Linked DNA regions of Ovis aries: region 2 is linked to region 1. Evidence: chromatin contacts called from public Hi-C data. All regions are on one chromosome and are shown on one strand. Each heading gives the region's core, a stretch centred on a gene start, on an enhancer-like site or on the middle of the called end of the contact. The rest is flanking DNA. Distances are from core to core; before and after follow the strand shown.

Region 1 (5,090 bases), core at 601-3,100:
TGTGGTGCTGGAGAAGACTCTTCAGAGCTTGGACTGTGAGGAGATTACACCAGCCAATCCTAAAAGAAATCAGTCCTGAATATTCATTGGAAGGACTGATGCTGAAGCTGAAGCTCCAATACTTGGGCCACCTGATGCAAAGAACTGACTCACTGGAAAATATCCTGATGCTGGGAAAGATTGAAGGTAGGAGAAGTGGACGACAGAGGATGAGATGGTTGGATGGCATCACCCACTCAAAGGACAGGAGTTTGAGCAACTTCCGGGAATTGGTGATGGACAGGGAACCGTGGTATGCTGCAGTCCATGGGGTCGCAAAGTGTTGTATGCGACTGAGTGACTGAACTGAACTGAAACACACATTAGTGTATTTTGTCTTGCTAACCAAACTTTGAAAGATTTCATACCTAGACAGGAATTCAGTTTATAAACCCCTTTCACATCCACCATCTCTTTTCTCTCTCGAAAAACCCCTGATGGACTTACTGTCATCATTATTTCATAGGTGTGGAAAGAGGAAAGGAAAAGTTAATAGATAAGGTTTATCCAATTCGGTACCCTTTCCTCCTGATAACCACCTGTGCGGTGGATGTCACGACCCTCACTGTGCAGCGCAGAGACGCCTCACCTCACTAGGAGCTTAGGTGCAGACTCTGTCCTCTCACTGCTACCCTCAACACCTTCCAGAACAGCGAGCAGGACCAGAGCCGGGAGACCTCAAGGGGCGCCGTGCCAGGTTGCAGGTGGCGAGAGAGGGGCGCGAAGCCGGGTGTTCTAATTTTCAACTCACGTCCCTGGTGGCTCAGCCGGTAAAGTGCCCGCCTACAACGCAGGAGACCAGGGTTCAGTCCCTGGGTTGGGAAGACCTCATGGAGAAGGAAATGGCAACCCACTCCAGTATTCTTGCCTGGAAAATCCCATGGACGGAGGAGCCTGGTAGACTACAGTCCATGGGGTCGCAAAGAGTCGGACACGACTGAACGATTTCACTCACTTTTCTCTCTTCATTACTGAACACCCACTCTCTCCTGTCAATTTCCAGCTTCTGGCGAGCCCTCGGTAATGCGGTAAGTGGTGGGTGACCGCGGCGAAGCCGAGTTCTCCCATGATCAATTCTAGGGGCAGAGATTTCAAATAAAAATAACAAAAACAGTGACAATAATAAATGAGCAGTGTCTCTCAACAACAAAAAATAATAAAGGAGCAGCGTCTCTGTCGTCACCCCTGTCACCTGGAGAGTAAATAGAGCTCACAGGGAGCCCCAAGGGTGAAAGGCTGAGAGCAGGCCCAGCTCATTCACTCTCCTGAGGGAAAGCAGGTAAGGGGACGTCGAGGCCCCAGGCGAGGGATTGGAGAAACTGGCAACCGTCCCATATTCCCTAGAGCGAAGGTTCGGAATTCAGAGCGACCGTTATCCGTGGCGGAACTGAAGCTTCGCAGGGCCGCAGGCATTGGCGGTAGGGCCGCAGGGCAGCCGACTACGCGTTGCTAGCGCTCCGCGCCCCTCGCCCGATCTGATTGGACGGCAGCGGGGAAGGGGGCGGGCCAGGGGGAAGCGCGCGGAGACCAGCCCGGGGTTCTCGCGGTTGCACCCAGCGGGCGAAGGGGCGGGAGTAGGCCTGAAGCTGAGGAGCGGCGCGCGTGCGCACGTCGGGAGGCGACCGGCTGGGGGCTGCTGGGAGGGCTGGGTAGTTCGAGAAACGGGTGGGCGTGTGCCCGGTGGGCGCAGGAGGGGCCCCGGGTGCGCGTGCGCGTTGGAGCGCGAGCCGTAGGAGGAGGCGGGAGCTGAGCAGGCGGTGGAGGGGGCGGGTCGCGTCGGCGCCACGTCCGCAGCCAGAGGCCGCCGTCGCAAACCGTGTCTTCTGGCTCCACAGCCGGAGGAGGCGTCTCCGGAGCCCGCGACTGCCCGAGGCTGTGCCCACCGCTCAGGCCGCCTCGCCCTTCCTCGGTGCTGCCCGCTCCTCCGCCCGGCCCCGGCGCCGGTCCCCGACCCAGCGGTAAGTCGGTTAGGGAGGGTAGGGGGCGCCGTTCCGGCTTCCTGCCCTCCTCTCTGTTGCCTTTTTCCGTTAGCTTTTCTGCACCTCCCTGCCTCCCTGCCCAGGCTTGGCTGCCGAGAGCCTTTTTTGGTGGTGGTGGTGGCGAGGGGTTGCTGAACGGGGAAGGGGGAGGGGCGGGACCGTGTTGCGGTGGAGGTTAGCTGGCGGGGTTACCCCCCCTCCCCGCCCCTTTACTCGTTTCTGACTCCCCCGCCGTGGTTTGAGATTGGGACCCTTATTGGACGCTTCCTCCTGACTTCTTATCTCCTGGGGTGTCAGGCCGGAAAAATGGGGGGTGGGAGGATGTCAGCAGCCTGGGAGAAGAGAGGGATGCGGCAGAGGGGGTTGTGTGCTTCCCCGCCCCGCTCACTCTTAACCTGTTGATAAACTGTTCTCTTGGGTTCATCCACACGAGACTTGGTCCCCAGTGGACATTCCCAGTGCTCTTCCCAGGTAGCTCTGCCCCCACACCTAACCTGAGCTTGAAAGTGAAGCGATGGGCGGAGGTGCTGACGGCCCCGGGGGGTGACTGGGGACCGCTGAAGCACCCATAAGTGCCATCAGTGCCTCCTGGGTCTACATAAAAACCGTGCCTGCTGTGCACACGCACCTCAAAACTGATCCCCAAGCTCCCACCTATGATCAGTTCCTCTCCTAAGCAGATCGCCTCTTATATGTTAGAAGACAGAAATTCTGGAACTCTGTGGGAGTGGGGTTTGCTGGGTGTACAACGTGGAGCAGAGGGAGGAGGTGCTGAGCTCAGCCTCAGCCAGGGCTCCTTCAGGGTCATTTTCTGCCTCTCCTGCCACGTCACTCCCTCCGCTAAAGAAAAAAAAAAAAAGGACTTGCTAGTGCCCAGAGGGATGGGGGGTGGGGATGGCGGGGAGGGGGAAGGGGCCTTTGGGAAAGGTTTAGAAACACCCAGGGAAGGAGGAGAGTTTATTTGATTTATTCTGCCCTTGTGCACACTTCTGCTAATTCCAAATGAAAGCACTTTATTTACTGTCTGTGATTATTTGCTGTTTGTTGTTTAACCTTTAAAATTGGTGTGGGTGCTCTAAAGAGTTCCCGAGGAGTATTGATATAACATCAACAGGTATTATGTCTGAGTGTGTACCCATGTCTGTTTTCTTAAAGTAAGAAGGAAGTAACTTTTAATAAACTTATATGCATCCTGTTTTATTTTTTTCACTTTCATTTTTTTAGTCTTTGTTATAACGTACACTAGAAAGCAAGTGCAGGAAAAATATGCCATTATGTGGAGAACATTGTTATATCTTGTGTGTGGTTCTTTTTAACTCCAGGAAAATCTTTACCTTTTTCTTGTTTTAGTCATTGAATTGTTTTTGTTATGCTACTTCCTGAAGGTACCTTACTGGATTATACATAAACACCCTGAAAGGAGGGCTTTAACATGCTTGTTCAGAATAAACCTTCAGTGTCTAACGCAGTGTCTGACATAGCAGGGACACAGATATCTGTTGAACTAATGAAGTATAATTTAGTGAAAATGACTGGTGTGATGGTTATGTGGTTTGATAGGTTATTGTAATTCTGCTTAATGTTTCATTTAAGAGCAACACTCAAAAATTGCCCTTTCAATACTGTCAGTTGTTACTTGTCACTAGGTGTAAGTTTTACTGGCAGATTTCTTTTTCTTTCCTGACACATTCAGTGCATTTCCTGCAGTTCACTTGCTGTTGATTTAATGGGCAGGGACCATTTTTAAAAGGAGCCTGTTGAGGAGAGCTAGTTAACTAGAGAAGCCTAAAAACAGTAAGCTGGTGTTTTAATATACACTGTTTGTTGGTGTATGTGGGCTAAAGCTCTGTATAAATACATATTTTAAACTCCTTGTAGTTACTTGGCAAAGAAGCTAAAGCATAGGAGTGAGAACGTGGCAGAGTTTCTACATATATTAAAATATGTAGAATAATGTAGCTAATTGATTTACAGTCTTTTTCTTATAGGGAAATTGGCACTTACTGTTTAGTAAGAAATTTGTGCAGTGTCTTTGGAGGTGAACATCGTGCACTGTATTTTGCAGTTGTGCTTCATATGCAGTTTGTTAGTGCTCTTTAACTTCCCTTAGTACACAGGGCTGTGGAGCCTTAGACACATTTGAGTACTATTTTCAGATTTTCTTTTCATTATTAACAAAAATTTTATATATATTACAGACATCTGTAAACAACACTGATTTGTTTTCTTTTAAAAAAGGGAGGGGGTTCATAGAGGCATTTGTTTACTTATTTCTATTATTGGAAGAAATTACCCTCTAGAGAATAGTGTTGTTATAAATCTTGGTCAATGTATTTGCCAGCTGTTATATCTATGATATTGTTGTACTGGACAAGAATTATTTCTCCCTGGCCTAAAATGCTTAAAGGAACTGCAGATGAATTGCAGTCTACAGTAAAGAACTCTTTCACATTTCAGAGTTTCTTAAAAAAACATACTTATGACCAGTTTTAGCTGGTACTATAATCGTTTATTCACATGTCAGGACCACATGGTAAAACTGATTTATGTCCTTAGAGTAAGTTAAATTATTTATCCTTATCTAAAGGCTGTTTTCTGTCTTTATTGCCTTTCTTAGGAAAGTACATTTTTTTAAAAGAAATTTGTGTGCATTATGAGTTCCTATAGAGCAGCCTTTTTTTGGTTTTTGAATGAAATTAAATAAATGATGGTAAAGTATATAACCACTGGATTGTAAACTCTTAGAGTAGTCCTCTGTTGTTTAATCACACTCACACTGAAACCTTGAGTGCCGAGCAGGGTACCTGGCACACAGCAGGGACCCAAGTATATGTTGAATTTAGGGCTGATGGTTTGCATAGAATTTAATAATGTTGTTTAAGGGTAATATTTTTAAATGGTCTTTTCAATACTTTCATTGTCAGTTGTTATTTGTCTTCATGTGTATACTTTAAAATTTTATTAAGTAGATTATTTACCTCTTCCAGTTTTAGAATATTAGGGGTGTATTTGTCTTCACAATTCCATATTTAAGAGATAAAAGTGTAATGATGATAATGACCAGGATAGTAA
Region 2 (5,567 bases), core at 23-2,522, 130 kb after region 1:
CAACTGTCCCTTTCTCTGAGTTTTTCCCTATCACCATATTTTAAACTCCCAATTCCAATCCCACTCCCTTGTACACATAAAAGCTGTATTTCCGCACATCATTTATCATCTACTACATTACTACATACTTTCTGGGACATGTGCTAGAAAAGGACAAGAATTTCTATTTGTTTCATTCACTACTGTATCCCTGGTGTTTAAAGCTGTGGCTGTAAGTGATTGTGAGTGAAATCGCTCAGTCGTGTCAGACTCTTTGAGACCCCAAAGACTATACAGTCCATGGATTTCTCCGGGCCATTATACTGGAGTGCGTAGCCTTTCCCCTTGCCAGGGGATCTTCCCAATCCAGGGATAGAACCCAGGTCTCCCGCTTTGCAGGGGGATTTTTTTTTTACCAGCTGAGCCACAAGGGAAGCCCTGGTATACAGCAGGTGATCAATACTCTGCTGAAAGAATGCTTTCATTTCCACCACGGGGCCTAATAATCATCTGGCCTGGCATGTCAGGAAAAGATCATAAAGCTTCTCTAAGATTTCTTCCAGTGCTCTAAATCCTGGAAGGATTATACTTTGCCTAGAAAGAAAAACTGTGCTTTGTCTATTCAACCACAAGGAGGAGTTGAGAGGAAGAACTGAGCAAAGAAATGTCCCTTGCTTTTCCTCTGGCAACCTCAAGGTGGAAGAAAACTAGATTTGGAGGGGACTCTACTGAATGAATGATTTTCTCCATACTATGAGTTAACACACAAACGTAAACACTAAAGACCGCAACCCCAAATGCCACAGAGGCCAAGGAAATCAACACACGGGCCATTGAGAACTGGAAGGGTGTTTCTTTAACTCCACCACTAAGAATTCTCCATAAATCCAGGGGAAGAATTCCTACGAGCGCAGAGACACGTAACTCACACCTGAAGGCCAAGGTGTTTCAGGCTGCCGGAACTCTCTCGCCTCAAGGCTATTAAGTCCGTTCTATTTAATACTTAAAGCACCTGCAATAATTCAAACAGTACGGGCAAGGCGGTGCAAGATTTCAATTCTCAGGTCTGGCTGATGGCATGTAAAGTCTTGATTCATTAAACAGCGAAATCAATTTCCCACAGGATTTTGACTCACCGCCACCTGTTGATCCCCACGTTGGAGGAGCCGGCGAACCAGGGGTCGAGGATGTAGACGCAGCGGATGGTGTCGGCGCCCTGGATGCACTCCTTCAGGGCGGGGTTGTCGTGAAGCCGGAGCCCCTTTCGGAACCAGTGCACGGCGTTCACCCCCATCCCGGGGGCTGGGGGCGGGGGGGGGGGCGTGCCGCGGTGCGGCGCCGCCGAGCTCCTCCGCCGAGAAATTCAGGGTGGGAGGGTCCGGCTCATAACCGACAACTCCGAACGCAGGAGAATCGCCGCACCCAAGGAGTGAGGAAAGCAGAGGAGGGGAAGGAAAAGATGAGTCCGAGGAAGGGACTGAAGAGGGAGAGGGCGCTGGCGGCGCAGCTGGAAGATGAATGGAGGTTGCCCAGTCAGCGGAGTCCCGGTGTGACGCCCTTTAGGGGCCGGCACCCGCCGCCACAGACTGGAAAAGACGCATAACTTCGAGGTCCCCGGACCTCTGGAGGCTGACCAAGTTCCACAAGCCCGAGACTCCACCACGGCCCGCGCGGGCGCGGGCAGCCCCAAGAGGTTCTCTGCACGGAAACCTCGCCCACCGAGGCGGCCCCCGAGGAGCAGACGGCCCCGCCTGAGGCGAGCCACCGACAAGGATGAGAGAGAATTCAGTCACTGTCGGCCACGCTGCCTCTCGGCCCGGGTAAGAGAAGTGAGGACAGAGCACGCAAGGCGGTGGTCGAGGCCGCTGGACCGCTGCCGGCCGGTGACCCGTCCCGAGGCTGCCCGGGTGACTCCGCCGCCACCGCCGCGTCAGCGGCTTCAGCCCCGCCTTCGGCTCCTCATTGGAGGGCGCACTCCTCACGTGACCACCGGCACCTCACGTTTCTGAAGTGTGTTTACTACAGCGGCTCCGACTGGGGTATCAGCTTGCACTTCAGTCGCTTCTAGGAGGCGGCAGCTGCTCCATGTCAAATCCATCGGTCCTCTCCCAGACGCTAGACACTTTGCCTCTGTCCCTTTTCTCGGCCAACAAATCGCGGTTGCCTGAAAGCGCCCAGAGTGAGCCGAGGCCCCATGTGAGGGAAAATTTAGCCCCGCCCTCGGGGGCTGTGAACGTCCACCATTGGCTGAGACTCGCTGAGACCCGGATGAGCACGGGGCTGCGGGGAGCTAGAGAGCTCGCGCTCTGCCCGTGAGGGCGCGCGTGCGCTCTCGCTGCGTTTCGGAGTCAAGGAGGGCGGGGCCGGCGATCCGGAGCCCGCTAGGGGATTCCTCCCGCGGAGTTCGCGGAAGGCGTGGAGACATCGCGGTGTCTTCCAGGAGTCGGAACGAGGATCCGGCGGGGAATGAGTGAGGGCAGGATGGAGTGGAAAGAGCAGAGTAGGAGGCTCCACATCGACTTAGAGCCCAAAACATGTGTTTCCATCCAGCTTTAGCTGGAGAACCCAACCCTACTTTGGAGTGTATAGAGCTGGCTCCCTTCTCATTCTTGTGCCCCTAGCGTTACTGGATCCTTGTATGAGCTCTGGGGAAGAGGATTAATTCGGAGGGTGGTGCCAGGCATCCCTGGAACTCCTTAATAGTATCTCTGTGTTGTCAACATGTCAGCCTTCCTTTCTTACACCTAGTGCGGTTTACAGGGCTCTTTGCGATGGGACTTTGCCTACCCCTCTAAGGACAATGAACTTCAGGCCTTGCTGTTCCTTGATTTAGTCACTAAGTCGTGTCCAACTTTTGCGACCCCATGGACTGTAGCCTGCCAGGCTCCTCTGTACATGGGATTCTCCAGACAAGGAGTGGGTTGCCGTTTCCTTCTCCAGGGGATCTTTCCCACGCAGGAATCGAACCTGGGTCTTTTGCATTGCAGGCAGGTTATTTAGGGACTGAACTACAAGGGAATCGCTGTTCCTTAGGCATGCAATAACTTTAAGTTCATTCAACAATCACTTATTGAATGAAACTGGCACTATTTAAAGTACTGGAGGTACACAGAGAGAGGAAGAGAAAAGCCCTCTTGAAGTTCACGATGTGTCTCCTAACCTTTATATGTGCTGTTTTTCGCTCTGTAAATGCTGTTTAGAATCTGCCGCTCACTACAACACCTTTGAGCTAGGGAATATATTTCGACACAGTCAAATGTTTATTGAATGAAAGAGTGAATGAATTAATTGTTTGTCACCAGTGTGTTTCACAAGGCTAGAAGGAGGAAAGATATGGCAATTATTACAAACCAAGTTGTGTACCTCTAAAAGTCATGTAACCCCTAGTACCTGTGAATTTGACCTGACTTGGAAATAAGATCGTTGCAGATGATGAAATTAAGATGAGGTCATTCGGGGACCAAATCCAATGACTAGTGTCCTTATAAAAGGGGAAATTTGGGTGCAGACAGCAGTCTCATACTCAGGAGAGAAGGCCTTATGGAAATTGGACTTCAGTTCAGTCAGTTCAGTCGCTCAATCGTGTCCGACTCTTTGCGACCCCATGAATCGCAGCACACCAGGCCTCCCTGTCCATCACCAACTCCCAGAGCTTACTCAAACTCATGTCCATCAAGTCAGTGATGCCATCCAGCCATCTCATCCTCGGTCGTCCCCTTCTCCTCCTGCCCCCAGTCCCTCCCAGCATCAGAGTCTTTTCCAATGAGTCAACTCTTCACATGAGGTGGCCAAAGGACTGGAGTTTCAGCTTTAGCATCAGTCCTTCCAAAGAACACCCAGGACTGATCTCGTTTAGGATGGACTGGTTGGATCTCCTTGCAGTCCAAGGAACTCTTAAGAGTCTGCTCCAACACCACAGTTCAAAAGCATCAATTCTTCGACGCTCAGCTTTCTTCACAGTCCAACTCTCACATCCATACATGACCACTGGAAAAACCATAGCCTTGACTAGACGGACCTTAGTCGGCAAAGTAATGTCTCTGCTTTTGAATATGCTATCTAGGTTGGTCATAACTTTCCTTCCAAGGAGTAAGCGTCTTTTAATTCCATGGCTGCAATCACCATCTGCAGTGATTTTGGAGCCCCCCAAAATAAAGTCTGACACTGATTCCACTGTTTTCCCATCTATTTCCCATGAAGTAATGGGACCAGATGCCGTGATCTTAGTTTGGCTGCCATAAACTAAGGACCTACTCGAAACTAGGAGAGTAGCCTGGAACAGATCCTTCCCTAGTGTCTTCAGAGGGAGAATGGCCCTGCCAACGTTTTGATTTCAGACTTCCAGCCTCCAGAACTGTGAGACAATAAATTCCTGCTGTTTTAAGCCACTCATTTTGGGGTACATTGCCACTGCAGCTCTAGCAAACTAATACAGCAGCAAAATAAGTTTCATCGTTTAGTGAGCCAGTATGTCTGGATGTCTTTCCTAACCCTGCTTTCGTTGCCATAGGAAGGACATAGCATCCTCTCTTCAATTTGCTAAGAACATTGAAAATTATATAGTATGTGAAAGCCTGTTGTTCACTATGAAGCATTAAACAGTTATTTTTATGAGGGTGAGCCTTGATTAATTACCACTCCAAGGGGCCGATCGCTTTTGTAGAGGATGTGGCAGACAGAGCTGTGCCTTCACTTGGATTGTCTCATACTCCAGGGCCTAACATACTTTTAAAAATACAATGTTTCATGTTTCATTTTAGGCAGTTTGAAAATAAGCAGAGTATGTCTAAAGATATAAGTATTTTCAAGCAGCCAAATGAAACAGTGGAAGATAGAATATTGATTTGTGTGGAATTGGTTTATGTTTGCCAACTGTCCATTCAATAAAGATGGATCTTTTAAACAGACAGCTATATGTGGGTATGTGTGTAACTTTCATTTACACATGAAAGTAGTAAATTATGAAAATGTCAGTACTGTCAACCATGCATTCCTCAAAGAGTGTGGGGTTTTTATAGCATGGCATCTGGTCCCTTCTATTGTCATGGCAAATAGAAGAGGAAAAACTGGAAGCAGTGACATTTTATTTTCTTGGGCTCCAAAATCACTGCAGATGGTGACAGCAACCATGAAATTAAAAGACACTTGCTCCTTGGAAGAAAAGCTATGACAAACGTAGACAATATATTAAAAAGCAGAGACATCAGTTTGCTGACAAAAAGCCATATAGTCAAAGCTATGGTTTTTCCAGCAGTCATGTACAAATGTGAGAGTTAGACCATAAAGAAGGCTGAGCACCAAAGAATTGATGTTTTTGAATTGTGGTGCTGGAGAAGACCCTCAAGATGCCCTTGGACTACAAGGAGCTCAGTCAATCCTAAAAGAAATCAACCCTGAATATTCACTGGAAGGACTGATGCTGAAGCTGAAACTCCAGTAATTTGGCCACCTGATGTGGAGAGCTGACTCATTGGAAAAGACCTTGATGCTGGGAAAGATTGAAGGCAATAGAAGGGGGCTGCAGAGGATGAGATGGTTAAATATTATCACCAACTCAATTGACATGAGTTTGAGCAAACTCTGGGAGA

The links. A called contact is a pair of places that touch in the nucleus more often than the background predicts.
Region 2: a Hi-C map of muscle shows a contact between it and region 1, with 4 times the contacts expected there. The contact joins the promoter of CRY1 here to the promoter of TMEM263 in region 1. A contact is called at or near these places in 3 of 16 Hi-C or Micro-C datasets (hypothalamus, liver and muscle).

What each region holds. Positions count from the first base shown.
Region 1 is chr3:175,835,956-175,841,045 of ARS-UI_Ramb_v3.0, forward strand. It overlaps TMEM263 (transmembrane protein 263), which reads left to right and starts at 1,851. Exons shown (of 3, transcript XM_004006701.5): 1 at 1,851-1,997.
Region 2 is chr3:175,965,781-175,971,347 of ARS-UI_Ramb_v3.0, forward strand. It overlaps CRY1 (cryptochrome circadian regulator 1), which reads right to left and starts at 1,273. Exons shown (of 12, transcript NM_001129735.1): 1 at 1,116-1,273. The coding sequence starts at 1,273.